Linked DNA regions of Sus scrofa: regions 1, 2 and 4 are each linked to region 3. Evidence: chromatin contacts called from public HiChIP or PLAC-seq data. All regions are on one chromosome and are shown on one strand. The core of a region is the stretch at or near the end of the contact, and the rest is flanking DNA. Distances in the headings are between cores, read along the strand shown.

Region 1 (2,700 bases), core at 39-2,538, 1.2 Mb after region 3:
AGGTAATCTAGGACCAAATCTCTTACTTGCCAATGAAAGCATCAATTAAAGACATTAAATAAAACTTTACATACCCGTTGGACCAAGGTCTTGTAGAAAAATCTAACAGTCAGTAGGTGTAGATTACCATTGCTTTTCTGTCATTTGTGCAATAGAACAGTTTCTTTTCTCCTCCCTCCCTCCCTTCGTTCGTTCTTTCGTTCCTTCCTATGGACTATGTAGTATCAAAATTTTATAATATCAACTGCTGGATGTGGAAGGAGTTGGGTAAACTGAATTAGAATAATTTCCCTTCTATGTGACTTCACACTTTTGGGTAGATATATCGGAATTATTAAGATAGAGATGTTCAACTTAATTTTTTAATTTAATTTAATTTTTAAAATATATATCCAAAAGTAAAATCACCAAAGTTGAAAATTGTCTTTAAGATCCAGTCTGTATTTTTGGTTCACAATTTGGATGGTGCCACATAATTGTCATTAAAATCCGAACCTTATGCAAACCCTTAAGGCATGCCCAACCAATAGTGTTTTATCCCTTCAAGCTATCTGATTCCTTGATGTCTCTACATTTGCATTTATTCTAAATATCTATGGATGTTCAATGCATCAAGACAGAAAACCTTGGAATGTAAGAGGAAGAATACATTATGTAACTGATTAATAATAATTGTTGTTTGCTTAGTCAGTATCCCCAAGTTTTCAAGGAAATGTTGCTATTATTCTTACATAGTGAAAATACACATAGTGAAAATCTTTTGCTATGACAGCACCCATATGAATTTTATTTTATAAAGTAGAGAGCTAAACAATGTATGGAAAAGGCAATAATTCATTTACTGGAAGATGGAGGGTATTTTCTTTAGGAAATTAGTTTGTTCTCAGTTAGTTATCAAAGAGCGAAGAAAGTTGACAATCTATTTGTAGCCACCATTTAAAATTCATATCATTTCCTTCTCAACAGTCACTCGTTACAAAAAACACCACTCACTATATAAGGTTCTCAAGTAAAAGTTCTTCCGTTTGGATGGCCTTAAGAGAGCCTTGCCATGACAGATGGTTTGGGTAATTACAAAATTAAACTTTATGCTATTGAGACATAATTTCAGTGAATAATATTTTCCAGACAGAGTTTAATAAGTAGCTTGTGGTTGAGTAGCCTTTTGCCCAAAAAAGGGAACCAGGTCTCTGTGACTACCTTCTACATTCAGCGAGCATGAGAGCAGAGGATGTTAACTTGACCACCCTAGGAACTGAGTTCCAGTAACCTTATCAGAGCCTAGCAGAGTGACCCCGCCCTAAGTGTTGTGAAAGAAGGACTGTTGAAATAGCACCTGGCATTTCACCCTGAACTCTTATAACACTTGCTGATTCACTGACCACAGTGAAGGGAAAGTACACTGGATGTTCAGCTGGCCTTCCTGGGTGAGTCCTGCTGGTAAACATGGACTCATCTGAGAAATCACAGGTTTTAACATTCACATAGCAGAAACCTTGATTTATTTTTGAAATGTGGCAGGGCAAATCATTTTTGAAAAGGTTGAAATTTACAAAGTCAAAATCTAGAAACCTAAATGTTTTTCAAAGGCAATGTCTTTTACAATTGTGGATCCTGTTATTGTTGCTATTTATGTATTTTCTTAATGAAAAGTAGTTGGAATGATTAGTACCTGGTGTGACCAGAAGTCTACTGTTTGGTGAACATATTTTCTCCAGATGATTTTGGAGGACTAAGTTTTACTATACTTGACTAACTTGAATGAGTTAATGGGAAGAAATTTCATACTGAGGCCACTGGTTTTAACATTCTTAGTTTTAGAAATAGTATCTGATCTGAGTAGAATCAAGCAAGATTTACCTGAATATGTAAGAATTTAAAACATTGCTAATATATGCAATGACCTACAAGATATAATTTTAAATTTTTTCATGTATATTTTGGAAAATAACAGTACCGTTAAATACTAGACATACAGAGGAGCCAGCCTGCACGTGTTGCTTGTTCTTCATGAAACAGACAAAAAGAAATTAAACTGATTTTCTCTCCAATAAATTACTGACTGCTTTACTAAATCAAAAGCATAGAAAAATTCAGAAGTAACTAGATAAATTAACTGCCACCAGAAAATATTCAAATGATTATCCTATCATGAAAATTATCCTGTTTAATTCTCTTAATCATACTTCAGTAGTTTTATTGGAAATGTTAGTTACATGATGGTGTAATCATGTTTTTTTAATCTATATATTACCACAGAAATTTTTCAGCATTTAGTAATTTTGAATGGAAAATCTTTAAATCAATAAATGACTGACTCAGACTTCTTAGAATATGACTATCAAAATTTAAATCAATTCAATAATTGTTACATCTATAAAATATTGTTTAATTAATAAGATCAATGTATTGTTTATATGCTCCTTGAACTTTAAAAAAATACTCTGTTTTTAATGGTGATAACAAACTGGTCTAATGGCCTAGGGGAAGAGTTGTGATAAATGCCTTATAAAATGTATCAGAAAATCATCATAAAAGGACAGAAACCACAATCTCTGTGATTAGAATAGCTAGTGGAAGATGAGATGAGAAAAGTGAATCAACATATATTGTGTCCCTAATAAATGTGCTGTATGTTACTACATTTTATCTTTATGAAATGGGTAAGAACTTCCAAAATTAAGGCTCAGGGCAATTGTT
Region 2 (2,700 bases), core at 176-2,675, 1.1 Mb after region 3:
AAGAAAGGAAACACAGTTGGAGACAGTCTCTGGAAATATCTTGTTGCTGGCTTAACAGAGGTTTTCAGACTTTGCTGTGCATAAATTGCCTTATGGAGCTTGATAAAATTGTAGATTCTTGAGGCAAATACCAAAGGGTCTCAATTAAGAACTCTAGATTAGGCACTGGGAATCTGCATTTTCCCAAGCACCCCAGGTGTCTGATTCTGGTAGTCTGAAGGACATACTTTTGAAAAACATTGACAAAGCTGGATTCTGTAAGAGTTTTCCATTGCCACTGAATAGAAGTAGACTGGCTTTCAGTCTGAGGCATGAGATATGGGTTAGAAAGTAAAGAGCAGAAAACTTTCCTAAAAGTGCAAATATGTAAAAACTCAATTGGATTACAAGGGGATCCAAACCAGGCTAGGAATCTGAAGCTACACTAACTAGGGGCGTCTTCCTGAAGTAAGAGGAATTCTCACTGTATCTCTTTATTCTTTTAGTTATCTAAGAGTTCTTTGTAATTTAGCTATTTTCAGTAATCTATTTCTTAATGGGTTAAGATTCCTCTATAAAAGAAAAATTAGTCATCTTATTTGCAGCATAACCTACAATTTGGCCCAAAGCCTACTCAGTGGACCATACATTGCTGTCTTCTCTATTGACTCCCTTCTTTATATTTTGTATCTCATTTCTCTAAATTTGGTTGAAGAGGGACTTTCTGTGTACTTTCTGCCTGAGGCCTTTCATATGCAGAGTGAAAATTGCAAATTAAAGAAATATGAATCTAAAAAAAGAAGTATAGGCCTTAAAATACGTATCTTTTCTCACTTCTCTATGTTTCTATTTATCTTCCTACATATATTAGTAATTAATATGACTCAAACTTTTTAAGACAGCTTTTGGTAGAAAGCCTGCTATTAAATAAGTCTGCGTATGTTGTAATACATCTGATTGTAAAAAGAAATATCATTCTTAAGTTTTCCCTCTCTTTCTGAAGATTGTTGGATAATTTCAGGTGGCATTCTGATTTTTCTATTTTCATCATTGAGTGAGCTCCTTTAATAACCATCATAGTAAAAACACACACTAACTCATTTTCTCTTTATCCAAATCACACAAGCAATTGCACAGGACAACTGAATAAATAGTTTTGGGTCTAGATAATCTCTGGCCAGGATGTGAGGGGTATTTGGTTCAGCAAAATCTAAAGTAAATAGAAGGACATCCCTAAACTGTTCAGTCTTGGGGCCGGTGAGTCTGGAGTAAAGTGAAGAGGGTTTTCCTTGTCCTTCTTCATCAGGAGGAGCTTTCAACATATCACAAGCCCTACTCAGAAGAGTAACGTGTTATTTTCCTTTCTTCCCTTGTACTCTCCAGCGAGCCCCTTTGTCAGCAAGTCTGAGGAGCAGGCAAATCAGGCCAGAAAGGTGGGGGCATACTAGCGAGCTGCATGAGTCTGCCTCACTTGCACTGACTCATTTCAGAGGAAGCAGTTTGTTTCTATGGCAGAGGGCAGCTATTTATTTATTTATTTGTTTGTTTCGTGCATGTGCTCTTCCAGACTTATAACGTACACCATCAGCTTCCTGAGTGGGTTCCAGAAATGAAAAAAAAAAAAAAATCATAAATTGAATGCACATGGAGAAACCAAGTCTCCATCCAAGACCGCACAGGCTCCCCACCTCAGCACTCCAAGTCCACACCCTCATGGTTTACATAGCACCTTTCTTCCAAGGATCCCAGAGAGCTGCTCCAGCACAAAGGAATTAGACCATGGGAAGGATGTTTGTGTTTTCTTCTAGACTAGTAAAAGGAACTACTAGGCCCCCTAGAGTTTAAAGCCATGCTGGCAGTCTTTGTACGTAGCAAGGAATCAAATTAAACCTTAGTCTCTTAAGTGTTCTTTTTTATATTTTAGAAAGGCCACATCATTCTGATCATTTTTGTGCTTAGGGGAGAAGTATGAAGTGAGAAGATTTTTGCCTTTAGAAATATATTCCCTAGTACCTCCATTTCTTCCCATTTATCACATTCTTTCCCCAAATATTAAGTACTCACATGCTGTCTTTCTCCCAGAACAGTTTAATCAAATCACACATTGCTCATCCCATGTATAGTCATGTTTTTTTTAAAGTCTATACCCTAAAAAATGATTGCATAACCAAAGTAAATTATTTCAAATGAAGGAATTTGATGTATTTTTAGGATTAAATTATTGATTTCTGTGGGTCTTTCCAACTATCTGTATGTATATAACCCACCACTTTCCCTGTCTAAGTCTGATTTTACTAAAAACAAGGCTGAGACCACCTAGTAAAACTCATTAGCCTATCAGGAAGCCTGGTACAGCTTCTGCTGCCCTCTGCACACACTGTCTCAACCTCACCTATTTATTTGAGTTACTTCCATTAGACCTGAACACCTAGTTCAAACCTAGAACACTAAGAGAAAATATATTTAAAAAAATTCTTAGATCTGAGACTAGTTCAGCTTAGTATCTAGTCAAGGCTAAGTTACTAGAAGTCCATCATATCTCTTCTTCAGTTTCTTTGTAGTGACTTGAGGCAGCTGCCTACTCCTTTCTGCTTTACGTCAGTACCTTTAATCCACTGGGCTCTGGCCACCATGACCCTTATCTGTGCCCATTCCTATTCCTGGTCTTATTGCTTTGAGTCTTATCACCGTAAGAACTGTAGGGTCTGGTCTCTGCCTTCC
Region 3 (2,700 bases), core at 8-2,507:
CATGTCTATATTACTTTGCCATTTGAAATACAATTTCAAAAGTTATCCCTAATTTAAAACTCTAATATCCTGACAGTTTTCTTCCCAACTGTAGTGACCCCCCCCCCCACTACTTTGGTAAACGACTCAAGTTCCATGAGGACTTTCACTTCTTTATTTATCATCACAGAAGTGAGGTGTTACTTCACATACACACACACACAAAGAATGAAATAAAGAAATGAAACTCGCTAAGCAGACAAAAACAAGCAACTTTCTGCTTAGAAAACAGCCTTCTTCGGTAGAAAAGGTTGGACTGCCATATCTAAGAGAAAGACTTGCTCCCGAATTTGGTAGGTTTGTATCCATCAAGTTTTGTAATTATTAACAGGTATTTGCCAAGTTTTAATTGCTGAATACAATGAATTGGAATTAGACATGACAATAGAGCAGAACCTCTCCCCCTGAAGAGTTTTTATTCCAACCACATAGTTCTCAATAAAACTTTTCCTAGGCTGGGTAGCAAAAGGCACCTTTGGTTACCTGAATGGACAGGTACAGGGCAAATTATTTGGAGGAGGAAAAAAGAGAAAAGGAAGGAGAGAGAGAGGGAGTGAGAGAGAAATCCAAGAAGTCACTCTTGGGAAAAGCTTGCCGTAAAGGAGCTAAACCCACCTGAAATTCCTACCCACAGACACTCCTTCGCACTTCAGACTCCCATCCTCACTTAAAAGGAGAAAATCATGAAAGGAGGGTGGGGGATGACCATGCCAAAAAGGAATAAAAAGAGAGAAAAGGGGGAAAAAAACCTACCTGCGAAGTCTTGTTTGTAGTTTTGGCCAGAAATGGTGAGAAGAAAAAGCATGAAGAAGCCGCGAAGTGTGGGGAAGAAAAAGGTGGAAGCGAAGAAACAGCTCCCGGAGCAAACTGTACAAAACCTCGCCAAGAGTGTCGGGAGGCAGGACCGTTATTCCTGCGGAGCAGGTTAGAACTGATCTCTTTCGGCCACTCCAGGAAACACAAACCTGGGGACGGACTGACGTGTTACGCCTCTTCTAATGACATTTTTTTCTTTTTCTTTTCTGTAGGAGAGAGAGAGACCCTGAAACACGCGCCACCTATCTTTGTGGGGAGGGATAATTGAAGCGCCCTGAGCGTGAGCATCATGTGAAAACGTGATCGCCAAGTTTCTCTCTGGGAAAGGATCTGGGATAGATTATACCTTGAAGTCTCCGCAAACGCTTTAGTGGAAGAAATGAAATTCCACCTCCCTCCCTTCCTCTCTCCCTCCCTCTCGCCTCCCTCCCTCCCTTCTCCACGCCCCCCCCCCCCCCGTAAAGCCTTTGGCATCATTATCCTCATCTCCTCATCACTAAATCCTACAGAGTACAGGGCGGAAAACGGTGCACACCATTCACAGAACTGGAGAACTCTTAAGGGGCGAAAGTTAAAGGGAAAGATCCCGGTTCTTCAATCCAGATCGCTTCTTCTTATACAGATATCTCTAATGACCAGATTTGAGATGCACATTAAGTTGTGTGGATTTCTCAGCACAGCTTCTGGAACTAAATTTTTTGCCCTTTCTCTTATTTTTTTGTCTTTTTAGATGCCAGAGCCAGAAAAAAAAAATGTTGCATGTGAACTGCATTTTAGGGTGTGTGTTGGGGGTGTGTGTGTGTGATGAATTTCTGGATTGGATCCCAATACTAAAAAGTGGTTTGGCATTTTTAAAAAGGGTCTCTAAGTGAATTAACATAGCGGGCTGAGTTGCCTCGATCTCTGAGTCTCTCTACATCTCACGGAGACCTCACTACAAAGTGAGGGAGTGTGTGTGTGTGTGTGTGTGTGTGTGTGTGTGTGTAGGGAGGCAGGAGGAATAGGAGAAAGGCCATAGAGGAACTTAGCAGGGAAGGATGAGCATGATATTAAACGGCATGGGGTCTAAGTTTTGGAGTATACATTTTTTGATATTGCAATTAAAGTAAAATTAAAAAGAAAAGACTCCACCTTTGCTCTGAAGGGATTGGTTATGTAAATATGGAAGGGATTTCCTGGAGAATACAGCTTTCTACTGTATGGTTAATTAAATAATCACTCAAAAGCTTCCAACGTGACGCTTCTGTCGTAATCCAATCAGGTTACATAGGTCCTAAACAAGAAAGATATTTTCCACATCTGGAAGTCAGCAATTTAGCAAGTACTGCACATTATTAACCAATTCAGAGCCCACTTCCCAGGGGAATTTTTTTTGAAGTTTAAGTGTTCTTAACCAATGCTCTGCTGTTTTGTTAATCAAAAAGCTGGTTTACACTGCACATAATTGGAACTAATATAGAAGTAAATAAAGACAGCCAAATTTGAGGATGCTGAGCACAGGCATTTATAGGAAAAGGAAGAAATCTCTTAGCCTCCAGTGGTTCAGGCTCAGTTTCTTAAAGAACTGTGAGGTTTTTTTGTTGTTGTTGTTGTTGTTGTTGTTTTAAGAGTGAAAGTGCTTGAGAACCTCAGAGCACAAATAAACTTTCAGTCCCACTGCCTTTGGGCTTTCTTGCAAAGGTAAAGGTGGAGGTGTCAAGAGGACTGAAGAGCAGCCTCATGCCAAAATTTTCTGCTTTAATATTGTTAATATGTTACAGCCCCCTGTTTTCAGTCTGATGAAATCTGAAACAAATAACACCCTGATCCAACACTAGACTTTTACTTATATTAAGATAAACTGCT
Region 4 (2,700 bases), core at 175-2,674, 1.3 Mb after region 3:
AAACATCCACTTATTATCCCTTGAATTATTTTAGTGAATCTCTGTCTGCATCCCCAAATATTCCATATGACTGAAAGTAGCAAATGTCTGAAAAGATCATTTCTGTGTGGATACAAGCAGCTGAAGCACAGGGAAATAGAGATTTTTTTCTCTAATTATATATTTCTTATTTTAGAAACAATTTTCACCAGAAGTCAGAAGACTTAACAGTCTTAGCTATGTGACTTTAAACAAATCATGTTTTCTCAGCCCGCCTCAGTTTCCTTCTTGGTTAAAAGAAGGCAAGTACATGGGGGTCCATGGAGTGTCTGAGACATGTGGCTGTGCATTAAGGTTTTCAAGGGGCATCTGTGAGGTCAGGAAAGGATTTTTCTGGGGAATCAGAGCCAGACACAGTGTTCTTCCTGTTGATCACACACCCTCTGATAATGAACTCGGGGGGAGAGAGGTAAGGCTGCATGTTTCCCCAAAACCTGCTGTGCATACTTGAGATGCACACTTTCTAAAAAGTTAACTTTGTCAAAAAAAAAATTCTTTTAAGCTCTTCAAAATTGATTTATTCCTGTTATTGTCAAAGATTGGCTTTCTATGGTCATTTGGTAAATAAATAGCTTCAAGGGGGAAACAAACAGCGATGTTTTGCTTTTCTACTGCCAAGTTTACAAGTTAAATTTCAGCCACGACGTGTACTAAGAGCTTAGTGCTTCAAATGGCTAGAGGGAACCTGGGACTCTTGAAAGGGGCAGGGCAGTATGTTTTCTGCCATCACTCACTGAGTCACAGAAGCAGAAGATGAATGCCTTTTCAGGAGTTCTGTAGTTGTGATTTCACTCAAGTTCCAGTGGTTCTCAACCACTTCTCTAAATCTGAATGAAGAAGCAGCCACAGGGGCTGTGTGAATTAGGATAAAATGCATTCTGATTAAGGGCCGAAAGTGGCACTGGCTGTGGATTCATAAACTTTACAGTATGCTCAACATGTTCAGTACATGGAGAGCAGCATATCCTAAGAGACAGGACAGAACCCCCAAAACACACACCCTCTCCCATGCCCCGGTAGCAGCCTAACATATTTGTGTTTAATTACAGCCTATTTCTTTTAGCATCTCTGCCTCCCGTCAGCCACCTCTGTGCCTTTGGAAAGGCAGGCCTTCCACAGAGCATGTTCTTTTTACAAGTGTTGTGACAAGATTGTGTTTTGGTTCCAAAGGGTTAATCCCAATGTGAATTCTTTGCATGTGTAATTTAATACTTCATAACTGCTGAAAATTGGAGTCCACATAATTTATTTTCTTTGGTCGGGCACATTTGCCTCATGCTTGGCCGGGGCTGACTTCAGAAAGACACACCTAAAGCTCTCAAGTGTCCCAAGTGGCCCATGTCAGTTGTACAGAGGGATTGTGGTACTTGGCCAGAGCCCAAGGATTAGGTGTTCCTGAGAAGGTTTTTTTGGCTCTACAAAGCCCAAGGATGTCATGGGAATAGGCTGCACTCCCTTTTCCCCCTTGAAGGCCACATATCAACGGGGTATCTAACCACTCAGAGACAGGCTTTACACAAAGGTATACATTAAAACAAATAGAACATGCAACCAGAAAGAACCAAAAGAGAGGGAGGAATTGCTAAGTGGAGACAGGAAACAATTGCTTCATTGTTGGGGCCGTGATCTTAGAATTGCAGAGTGCAGCTCCATCTACAGGACTATTTGCAAAGCTGGAGCTTTTTGCTTAAAAAGCAAGGCAGAACTTTACATGCCAGCTTGCCCTGCACAGGCTTCACCTAATTCAAAAAAACCTACTTTTTACTGAAAAATAATTGTCCCTCTTTGATTAGAGGGATTGAAGAGCGACACAGAGATAATAAGTGAGAGGGGAAAGCTGTTCAAGGGGGCTTTCATTTAGCTCTTTTTCTTACATTGGCAGTAAATATTCTTCTCCTCCTTGCAATACTCATTTAATCTCTTTCTTTCCTTTTCAACAACTTCCTCTCATTTGGTTTCCTCTCATTATTCTTCGGTTTGGGAGGGGGCATGTGTATTTTCCCATTCAAGCAAAATAGAAGGCTGTGTTTGTTTGAACACCGTTCTTGTACTTCCTGGCAAGCTTTTGACTTTCAAGAAGGTTCAGGTTTTTAGGTTTAAAGGAGCTGAAAAACTTTAAAGTAATAATTAAAGCCAACTCTGTAAGTGCACATTTTCCTCTTTCTTCCCCCCTTTTATTTTAAAACCCTTGCCTGCCAATGCAGTGGCTGCTGTCTAATGCTATTTCAACAGGAGACCTGGGTTTCAGGACAAGATCCAGGCCATAGGGGAGACTTGATGGCTCGGGGAATTAGTAATGGGATTTGGAGCCCTTCATTTCTAGGTCACTGGTTTGAATAGAGCCCAGGTCAGTAATGACTGAAAGTTGTTACCACCCGATGTCTGCTCTTCCCACACTGATCTGAGGTTGCCCCGCCACCCAGTCCCCGAGTGCCTGTGGCACATCTGCGCTAATGGCCTTCATTGACAAGTTGGCTGTTACAACTTTAGGCCTAAATGTGATGCAGACCACCTCTGCCATGTGCAGAAAGAGTGTCCACGCTCTGCCCAAACTGCTTCTTCAGAGGATAATGGAGAGAGAGAGACAGAGACAGAGACAGAGACGTAGACAGAGAGAAAGAGAGAGAGAGAGAGAGGAGCACTTTAAAGCTCACTTGTCTT

What was found. HiChIP or PLAC-seq counts read pairs in DNA pulled down with a chosen protein or histone mark.
Region 1: a contact with region 3 is called in an H3K27ac HiChIP or PLAC-seq map of alveolar macrophages. The contact joins the enhancer-like site here to the promoter of ZEB2 in region 3. A contact is called at or near these places in 1 of 5 promoter capture datasets (fetal liver), 4 of 47 Hi-C or Micro-C datasets (embryonic fibroblasts, heart right ventricle, skeletal muscle and 1 more) and 2 of 2 datasets of contacts at active chromatin or transcription factors (alveolar macrophages and skeletal muscle).
Region 2: an H3K27ac HiChIP or PLAC-seq map of alveolar macrophages shows a contact between it and region 3. The contact joins the enhancer-like site here to the promoter of ZEB2 in region 3. A contact is called at or near these places in 6 of 47 Hi-C or Micro-C datasets (embryonic fibroblasts, fibroblasts, mesenteric adipose tissue and 2 more) and 2 of 2 datasets of contacts at active chromatin or transcription factors (alveolar macrophages and skeletal muscle).
Region 4: an H3K27ac HiChIP or PLAC-seq map of alveolar macrophages shows a contact between it and region 3. The contact joins the enhancer-like site here to the promoter of ZEB2 in region 3. A contact is called at or near these places in 2 of 5 promoter capture datasets (fetal liver and fetal skeletal muscle), 15 of 47 Hi-C or Micro-C datasets (adipocytes, adipose tissue, alveolar macrophages and 10 more) and 2 of 2 datasets of contacts at active chromatin or transcription factors (alveolar macrophages and skeletal muscle).

Annotation. Positions count from the first base shown.
Region 1 is chr15:6,306,924-6,309,623 of Sscrofa11.1, reverse strand. No RefSeq gene overlaps it. Among named protein-coding and RNA genes, the nearest start is that of ZEB2, 1.2 Mb to the left of the region's middle. Within about 2 kb of position 1,288, at least 18 of the 83 cell types and tissues checked have an H3K27ac peak or open chromatin away from gene starts, as enhancers often do. A contact at or near this core is called in alveolar macrophages, embryonic fibroblasts, fetal liver and 1 more, where this site is marked.
Region 2 is chr15:6,407,121-6,409,820 of Sscrofa11.1, reverse strand. No RefSeq gene overlaps it. Among named protein-coding and RNA genes, the nearest start is that of ZEB2, 1.1 Mb to the left of the region's middle. Within about 2 kb of position 1,425, at least 8 of the 83 cell types and tissues checked have an H3K27ac peak or open chromatin away from gene starts, as enhancers often do. A contact at or near this core is called in alveolar macrophages, embryonic fibroblasts, retroperitoneal adipose tissue and 1 more, where this site is marked.
Region 3 is chr15:7,497,436-7,500,135 of Sscrofa11.1, reverse strand. ZEB2 (zinc finger E-box-binding homeobox 2) reads right to left here and starts at 1,257. Exons shown (of 10, transcript XM_021076506.1): 1 at 793-1,257. LOC110257199 reads left to right here. Exons shown (of 2, transcript XR_002339482.1): 2 at 813-906.
Region 4 is chr15:6,240,090-6,242,789 of Sscrofa11.1, reverse strand. No RefSeq gene overlaps it. Among named protein-coding and RNA genes, the nearest start is that of ZEB2, 1.3 Mb to the left of the region's middle. Within about 2 kb of position 1,424, at least 22 of the 83 cell types and tissues checked have an H3K27ac peak or open chromatin away from gene starts, as enhancers often do. A contact at or near this core is called in adipose tissue, alveolar macrophages, fetal skeletal muscle and 5 more, where this site is marked.